Linked DNA regions of Macaca mulatta: region 2 is linked to region 1. Evidence: chromatin contacts called from public Hi-C data. All regions are on one chromosome and are shown on one strand. Each heading gives the region's core, a stretch centred on a gene start, on an enhancer-like site or on the middle of the called end of the contact. The rest is flanking DNA. Distances are from core to core; before and after follow the strand shown.

What was found. A called contact is a pair of places that touch in the nucleus more often than the background predicts.
Region 2: a contact with region 1 is called in a Hi-C map of blood, with 2.7 times the contacts expected there. The contact joins the promoter of RASGRP2 here to the promoter of SF1 in region 1. A contact is called at or near these places in 4 of 14 Hi-C or Micro-C datasets (CD4 T cells, blood, fetal cortex germinal zone and 1 more).

The regions. Positions count from the first base shown.
Region 1 is chr14:9,617,345-9,621,886 of T2T-MMU8v2.0, forward strand. It overlaps SF1 (splicing factor 1), which reads left to right and starts at 2,871. Exons shown (of 13, transcript XM_077962337.1): 1 at 2,871-3,275; 2 at 3,491-3,650. The region is part of intron 1 of LOC144334144 (a long non-coding RNA gene); the gene reads right to left.
Region 2 is chr14:9,653,221-9,657,670 of T2T-MMU8v2.0, forward strand. It overlaps RASGRP2 (RAS guanyl releasing protein 2), which reads left to right and starts at 1,322. Exons shown (of 17, transcript NM_001261279.1): 1 at 1,322-1,484; 2 at 2,543-2,686; 3 at 3,367-3,469; 4 at 3,990-4,052; 5 at 4,405-4,450. The coding sequence starts at 2,614. All of the region lies in intron 1 of LOC144334144 (a long non-coding RNA gene), which reads right to left.

The DNA.
Region 1 (4,542 bases), core at 1,621-4,120:
GCATCGTGGCGGTGCCTGTAATCCCAGCTACTTGGGAGGCTGAGGCAGGAGAACCATGTTGGCCAGGCTGGTCTCGAACTCCTGACCTCAGGTGATCCACCCACCTCTGCCTCCCAAAGTGATGGAGCCAACACGCCTGGCCGGAGATTAAGTTTCTAACACATGAGCTTTGGGGGACATATTCAAACCTGTCCACCTAAAGTAATCAAAAGGGTCAGAATCTAATTCTAATAGTTTATTCAAGCACAAAACATGAGGGTGGACCACCTGGAAACACCGACTCCAAATGAATGGAGTCAGTGTTTTGAAGTAGAGAAGTTAAGGTTTCATTTACACAGGCAGAGGCAGAGGAGTTTTAGGATTACATTTTTCATATATGGTCGGTGCACAGTTATAGTAATTTGGTTATAGGCCGAGTGCAGTGGCCCATGCCTGTAATCTCAGCACTTTGGGAGGCTGAGGTGGGCACCTGAGGTCAGGAGTTCAAGACCAGCCTGGCCAACATGGTGAAATCCCAACTCTACAAAAATACAAAAATTAGCTGGGCATGATGGCAGGTGGCTGTAATCCCAGCTACTCGGGAAACTGACGGGGGAGAATCGCTTGAACCCCAGAGGCAGAGGTTGCAGTGAGCCGAGATTGTGCCATTGCACTCCAGTCTGGGCAACAGCGAGACCGTCTCAAAAAAAAAAAATAATAATAATAATTTGGTTTTAAGTAGTGTTTCTTTTTGGGAGGCATACATTTAACATTTTTTACAGAGAGTGTAATAGTCATGGGTTTGCTGTCATCTGGTCTAAGTAAAGCAGGACAACAAAAGCGAAGTTAATCTATAAGAAGGGTCATTAAGAAGGCAGCAGGTTTTTGTCCCTGTGTTTCATTCTCTCCAGTAATTGTACAAAACAAAAAAAATAAGCAGGTCTAATTTATTATCTGAGAAAAAAGTATAACCCTATGTGGCTGAGATCACAGCCACCTCTCTCTCCAGGTTTAAAGTGTTGTGGGGGTTCCAACATCTTTTATATTTATTTTAAAAAACCACAGCAGAGGGGTTGTACACCCTTTCATGTTTCTTGACTATTTGGATTTATTCTTCTGAGACATGTCCATTCCTATTTTTTGTTCCTTTTCTATTGTTTCTGCCTTTTTTCTAATTAGTTTTTAAGATTTCTTTGTATATTATAGATATTGGCTCTTTATCATGTATGGCAAATATTTTTTCCTCATCTATCATTGTCTGTTGACTTTTATCACAGTGTTAAGTTTTGGGGTAATCAAGTATATCTTTTCATAGTTTGAGGTTCCTGTCTTTGCAGTCCCTCAATCCCTAGATTACCCTAGATTACTCTTATATAGTCTCCTAAATTATATTCTAAATGTCTTGTTGTTTAAATTTAAGATTCTACACCATTTATCAACTAAATCATCTTTTCCTGATTGAAATAAAATACCACCTTTGTGGTATTTCCGGATTCTGTTGCACTAATGTGTCTTTCCTACCAACAATATTATATTGTTTTATTATTGTGGTTTTTTTGTTTTTGAGACGGAGTCTCATTCTGTTGCCCAGGCTGGAGAACAGTGGAGCGATCTCAGCTCACTGCACCTCCGCCTCCCGGGTTCAAGCAATTCTCCTGCCTCAGCCTCCTGAGAACCTGGGATTACAGGCGCCTGCCACCATGCTGGGCTAATTTTTGTACTTTTAGTAGAGACAGGGTTGTCACTGTGTTGGTCAGGTTGGTCTCGAACTCCTGACCTCAGGTGATCCACCCACCTTGGCCTCCCAAAGTGCTGGGATTACAGGTGTCAGCCACCGCACTGGCCTGTTTTGTTTTATATACTATGTTTGTCATCTGGAAAGGCAAGCTCCTGCTCAATCTTGTAAAGTTTTCCCACTACTGTAGTATTTTTTTTTTGAGACAGTCTTGTTCTGTCACCCAGGCTGAAGTACAGTGGCCGGATCTAGGAACACTGCAATCTCCGCCTCTCAGCTTCAAGTGATTCTCTTGCCTCAGCCTCCCGAGTAGCTGGGATTGCAGGCGTGCACCACCACGCCCAGCTAATTTTTGTATTTTTTAGTAGAGAAGGGGTTTCACCATATTCGTCAGGCTGGTCTCGAACTCCTGACCTTGTGATCCGCCCGCCTCGGCCTGTCAAAGTGCTGGGATTACGCGTGAGCCACCGCCGCCCGGCCGTAGTTATTGTTTTATATGATTTTAAGATCATTTAATTAAATCCTCTGAACTCCGTTAAGATTCCGATAGAAGTGTGTATTTGTAACTTTTGAATTGACAACCTTGTTATCTTTCATTTAATTTGTTGTTGCATCACTTCAAATACTGTTTTTAATCCTTCAGTAAGTCTTCTCTATTCATAGCTTTTTGGGTCTTTGATTTAAAAAAAACAGGAAGTCTCTTTACCTGCGGCGTAACGGAGCCGGTTTTCCGGCGCCCATCAGCCCCTCCCGTACTCCCGCCCCAAGGTTCCGCGTTACCATGGGAACAAAGGTTGACGTCACTTAGGGCTTCCATGCTGGACCCGAGGGTCGATGGTGAAGGGAGACTAGCGGAGAGGGCGGTGTTGCTCTATATACGCATGCGCACTTCATGCTCCAGGATTCCCCCGCCATAAATCTCGTTCCGGCTGGGCCTTTTCCGCCGCGACTTCTCGCTTAATCCCGGAGAAACTGCCCCCTGAGGGAGGAGAGTAGAAAAAAGCTGGAACCAGCGACAGCCAATCCCGTGACACTACGACGCACGCGAAATTGATTGACTCCACCGCCGCAGCCAATGAGAGAGCTCGTCGACGCTCCGTCACAGAGTTCGCCCCACCCCATCCCCTCCTTTCTGGACTCCGAGCTCAGTTCACGCAGTAACAAATGAAGTGCGCGCTGCGACACCTCCCAGCCCACCGGACTCCGCCGCCATTTCCTCGCCTGGCCTAACGGTTCGGCCAATCCCAGCGCTCATCAAGAAGGACTGAGGCTCCGCCAATCGGAGGCCCCCGATTTCGACCCTTCGCTTCGGCCCGGCCCAATCCAGTCCCCGGTCCCGCCGCCCCCGGCCCGCCCCCGCGGCGGCCTTTCTCCTCCCTCTTTGTGCGTCTCGCGCCGCCGCCGCCCGCCGCGTGAAAGGACGGGCTCCGCGCGCTCCGGCAGCGCAGTCGGGTCCCCTCCCCCCGGGAGGCTTGCGAAGAAGCCGCCGCCGACGAAAAGCAGCTGCCGGTGCCTGTCCCCGGGGGCGCCATGGCGACCGGAGCGAACGCCACGCCGTTGGGTAAGCTGGGCCCCCCCGGGCTCCCCCCGCTTCCCGGACCCAAAGGGGGCTTCGAGCCGGGCCCTCCGCCTGCACCCGGGCCTGGGGCGGGGCTGCTGGCTCCCGGGCCGCCGCCGCCCCCGCCCGTGAGCTCGATGGGGGCCCTGACCGCGGCCTTCCCCTTCGCGGCGTTGCCTCCGCCGCCTCCGCCGCCGCCCCCTCCGCCTCCCCAGCAGCCGCCGCCGCCTCCACCTCCACCGTCCCCCGGCGCCTCGTACCCGCCGCCGCAGCCGCCCCCTCCGCCGCCGCTCTACCAGCGCGTCTCGCCGCCGCAGCCGCCGCCACCCCAGCCGCCGCGTAAGGACCAGCAGCCGGGCCCGGCCGGCGGCGGAGGAGGTGAGTCGGGCCGAAAGAGCGCGAGAGGCGTCGCGCGGACGGGCCCGGCCGCCTGAGGGGCGCGCGGCGGCGGCGACGGCGGCTGCACGCGGCAGGGGCGCGCGCGCGCGCGCGCACGGGGAGGCCCGGGCGGAGGCGCCCCGGGGCGCGCGCGGCCTGGTTCTAGGGCCTCGAGTGCGCACGCGCGCTGTTGGGGAGGGTTGGGCGGGCGGGAGGCGCTCTGTGCGCAGACGCAGTGAGGTGGTTGGGCTGTGCGGCGCAGTTCTATAGACTCGGGGCCCCCTATTGCCCTTCAGTCCGCTGATGTTCAGCACTGGACGGGGTGCTGGTTGTGAATGCCAGCAGGGCGTGAAAGCCTCACCTGATGATGTGCGGCGGCTCCTTTCTGGTCTTGAGCCAGAATGGGAACCATACCAAGGATAGCTGCTCTGCTTGTATAGCAAGGCAGGGTTTTCATCCGGGAGAGGTTGGCATGCTTCAGGTGATGGTTGGGTCTGATCGTTTTTGGTCTCTTTTGGGGAGAGAACTCTAGTTTTTTAATCTCCGTTCAGTATCCTTAGATCTCAGTCTGACCGGCTCTCCTGTCACTTTGTTTTAAAAAGTTTTTCCTTCTGATCGTGTATCGCCTGGGAAATAGAAGGACTCTTGTGCTAAACGTAGGGAGTTTCTGCCTGTGTATGGGGGAAGGACAACTTGGCTGCTATTGTATAGGTTGTTGTTTGTTGAATTTTTGATAGATCCTTTTAAAAGTTCAGACTCTGAGTGTCCAACTGGCCAGGAAAATTGAATGCTGATCTTGGCCAAACTTACGAAGACAAAAGTGATCTTGTTGAAGAATTGGGCTTTTCCCACTCGGTAGGGTATAACTAGGTTTAGCTCTCCTCCTGCCTCT
Region 2 (4,450 bases), core at 72-2,571, 34 kb after region 1:
CCTAGACATCAAGGCCACGTCTCCAGGTAGCCACAATTTCATTCCTCGCTCCCCACAGGCCCTTCTCCCCAAAATATTCCCATCTTGTCCTAGCCCCTCCCCCAGACTATCTCAAGGACCCGCTGTCCCCACGCCCCCGACCTCCACTAGGCCTGTGCCTCCCGCTGCCTGCAGGAAGACGCCCGGTCCCGGGCCGGGTTAGCCCCGTGGGAACGGTTTGTCTCGAAAACAGGAACCCGGGCTGGGGGCTGGGCGGGGCGCCCCTTCCCCACCGCAGTCCGCTTCCTGCCCCTCCCGGCTTCCTCCGCCCGACACCCAGGCAGGGCGGGGGGCACTGGGGCGTCCGGGGTTGGGGGAGGGGCTCTTCGTTTCGGTCCCCCCTCCGCGTCCCGGGCGGCGGGGCCTGCGCTCGCCCACCCTCGGGGCAGCCAATGGCGCAGCCCCCCACCCGCGGCCCTGGCCTCCCGGGCGGCGCGGCAGGGGAGGGGTTAAGCTGCCGCAGGGACCGCCGCGTGCGGGGCGAGAGGGAGCCCCCGGTGGGGGTGGCGCAGCCGGCGGTGCGGAGCCCGGCGCAGGGGCGGAGGGGCGAGGGGGCGGCCCGGCGCGGGGGCGGGGGCGGGGCGGCGGGGAGCGGGGCCGCGGCGCGGAGAGCGGGCGGGAGCCGCAGCCGCAGCGAGGCCGGCGGGCGGAAGCGCACGGAGGTGGGGCCGGCCGGGCCGGTGTGGGCTCCTTGCGGCAGGTCCCAAGAGTGAGTGAGCGAGCGAGCGCGCGCCGGGCGCTAGGCAGAAGAGGGCACAGCCCCCAGGGACCCCCCCAGGGTGGCGCGGGCGGGCTGGGGTCGGCGGGCGGGTGGGGAGTCTGCGACCCGGGTCGGGGAGAGGGGGCAGCGGCCACGAGAGCTAAGGCGCCCTGGATCCCCAGAGGGCGGAGGACCTCCCCTGCGCATCTGGCTTTTCCTAGCCACGGTCCATCGGGGCCCTCCCCCGCGAACCCCCATTTGACAGATGCGAAAATTGAGGCTCCGAGAGGCCAAGTGATTCTCAAGGTCACACGAGGAGGCGGCAGAGCCAGGCGGGGACGGCTCTGGGTGGCTTCTAGGAAAAGTCCGCCTGAGAACTCTGTACAGGAGCTCTTCCGTCCTCCAGCCTGGGGGAGTGAGTATGTGTAGGGTCAGGGTACCTTTCCGTGGGGCAAGGCTCTGCCAAAATCTGGGAGTGAAGGGAATCAGGGCGCTGGGACCGCAGGGCGGGCCCTGCATCGCAGATGGGAGGGGGGCGATGGAATGGGCGTGCGCACCCATGGGGGTGTGTGCATGTGTGTGGGAGTGTACATGCGTGGAGAAGCACTGCCTTGCGTGTGTGCACACGTGTGAGGATGTCAGCGCCTGTGTGGCCGCGGGACTCGAGGCTGGCCTGGCTCAAGTGAACAGCAGGTCCAGGAGGCGACCTCGTCCACGGGTTTGCATTCTGGGGTAGACGAACCGGGTATGTGTGCCTGAGGGTTCCTTCGTGCAGGTGTGCACGGGGTGTGGGTACCATTGTGTGTGAGAGACGGAGGATGGGAGGCTGGTGCCTGTGGCCCGGTGCGTGTAAGTGCGGGCGCCTGCACCTCCATGTAGGTCCCCGGCCTCCGACGAATAACTTGGGTGTGGAGTGTTTGCCCCTGCCAGGGTGCGTATGACCAGTGACCGGAGTTGCTAATGGTGTCATGCACCCACCGGCCACCCCCGGCTCGAGCGCCCTCCTCTGGACGCCCTGCTCCGTGCGCGCTCACAGTTCGCCTGTGCGGGGCCAGGGCCGGGGTCAGGAGCCGGGGATAGGGAGGAAGAGGGCCTGTGGACGAGCTGAGCCGTGACCCCTGGGATCTTTGCGGAGGTGGCCTGGAAGCGCTCCGTTCCCATGCTCAGGCTTCCCGTTGACGCCTCCGGGCCGCAGCGGTCTCCCCCCGCCCCAGGAATGTTCCTCTCCCATCTAGTCCGCCTCCCCTAGGGCAGGCCCCTGGGGGCTGCCGCAGCCCCGCCTCGCCTTCCCGGGCTCTCGGGAAGAGGGGAGGCGGGCAGGACGCCTGGGTTCTCTCCTCCCTCCTCCCATACCAGGGAGAAATTCCTCCGAGGTCCCCTCAGGCTCCGGGTTCCCAAAATAACCCTGCGGGGGAAGGGAGGCTGTGGAGGGAGGGAAGCGGGAGGGGCGCAGAGCCGAGCTGCGGGGTGCTGCAGGTGCCTCTGGGGAGAGGACGCGAGGAGAAGGGGGCCTGCGGGGGCCTGGGCGCCAGCCAGTCCTGGGATCCTGGCTCCCCCGTCCTCATGAAGCCCCTCGGCCCTCCCGCGACTCCGAGGGTGGGCCGGAAGCCTGTCCGCGGGTCCATTTCCCAACTGGCGGGTTGCACCATCCCGGGCCAGACCGTTTAACCCCGGGAGTGGCCGCGGGCGGACAACTCCGCCCCTGCCCAGCAGGGGGCGTGCCCGCCCCGCCCCGTTTCTGCCCGCGGGGCCGTTCCCCCTCCCGCGCCTCCGCAGACTCCCGATCTGCCTCTCCCGGGACAGGGGTTCGGTCCGAGACCGGTGGGAGGCTCCCGGAGCGCAGTCTGAGCCCAGCCCACCCCGCGCCGGCGGCCATGGCGGGCACTCTGGACCTGGACAAGGGCTGCACGGTGGAGGAGCTGCTCCGCGGGTGCATCGAAGCCTTCGGTGAGTGGCTCGGGAGGGCACACGGAGCCTGAGCCCAGCCCCGAGTCTGAGCCCGGGTCCCTGCCTCCCAGGCACCATCCAGGGCACAGCCCTGGACCGGACCCACCCAGCTCCGCAGCGTGCAGTCTCTTTAACTAAAGCCTCCTCTGCATCGCAGGGCAAAGAGATGCACGCCCTTCAGACAGATGAGGTTTCCCTTCTCTAGCCTTCGCCAGCGGCGGCGAAGGGAGAGCCGGGTCCCTGACTCTGACACTTGAGGGGCATTATCTGTCTCCTGGGGAATCCGGAGGAACTCTCTATCTCCGGCCTGGGAGCTGTTTCCGGCTAATGGGGGGCGGCTTATCTGGTGAAGGGGTGCCCCTTCCCCCAAGCGCTCAGGAAATGACCTCTGGATTCTTGACCCCTGGGAACCCAGGCTCCTTCCGCCCCAGCTGGTTCCCCTCCGGACGATGGGCGGCTCGGGCGCTCCTCTCCTCCAGTCCTCAGGGCCTGCCTATCCCTCGCCCACCCCACCTTTCCTCTCTAATTAGCCTCCTGCTCTCGGAGTCCTGGGCAAGCAGGAGGTGGGCGGGGTCGAGCATGCACCCGAAGGGCCGATACCCAGCGGGCTGCGGGGTGGGGGTGAGGCATGGTCGCTGCGGACCCAGCTCAGCCGCCTGTCTTTGACCCTTCGGAATCAGATGACTCCGGGAAGGTACGGGACCCGCAGCTGGTGCGCATGTTCCTCATGATGCACCCCTGGTACATCCCCTCCTCTCAGCTGGCGGCCAAGCTGCTCCACATATATCCTTCGCCCGCCTTGCCAAGACCCCCGCCGTCGGAGCCCATGCGCAGCCCCTCTGCCCAGCCCAGGCGCAGAATGAGCCTGGCTCCTAAGTATAGGCGGCTCTTTATCCCAGCGCTCAGGCGTCGCCCCAGCCTCCAACCAGGGCTTAGGCTCTGCCCCCTCCTTGCTCCTGGTGACTCGGCCCTGTCCCCAGCCCTGTCCCCAGCCTCTGTCCCCAGCCGAGGCCTTGCCCTCCTCCTCCCTAGAGTCTAGGGCCTGCCCCTGTTCCAGGCTTGGGTCCGCCCGGTGCATCTATCTCTCCCAGAGGCCAGGCTCTGCTCTCAGCCTCCCTCAGCACCTAGTCCTCCACCCCCACCTCCAACCCTTCCCAGAGCGCAGGTCTCACCCCCAGCATTCCCGCAGAGCGCAGGCCCCATCCCTAGAACGTGTCTCCTAGAACCAGGCCCCGCCCCCAGCCTCCCTCCCCTCGGGCCTCCCTTTTTAGAGTTAAGCGGCCTCCTTAACTCTCTCCTTCACCTACCAACAATCCCGGAAAGACAACTCCAATTCCCTGCAGGTGAAAACGTGCCACCTGGTCAGGTGAGTCTTTCCCCTGGGGCTCTGGCCCCTCCCTTTCTCCCTTCTCTCTGGCTTCAGGCTGGCCTGGAGGAGGGGGCAGGGCGCTGCTTCCGGGAGTGGGTTTGAACCCTGGTTTGTCTGGGTGGGCTGTGCTGCCACAGGCTCACCCCTTCCTGGGTCTGGGCCTTAATTTTCTTTTCTGTGCAGTGCGGGTGGTTGTCTAAAGGCTCTAATGTACACTTGGAGAAGGAAAGAGCTGGAACCATAGTTTAAGGCTCTCTTTCCTTGGGTGACTACAATCTCAAATAGCTCCTTGCAGCCTGCTGGGTGATTTGGGGGAAGGGCTGTCTTGGGTGACTCCCGTCTCCTCCAGGTACTGGATCTCTGCCTTCCCGGCGGAGTTTGACTTGAACCCGGAG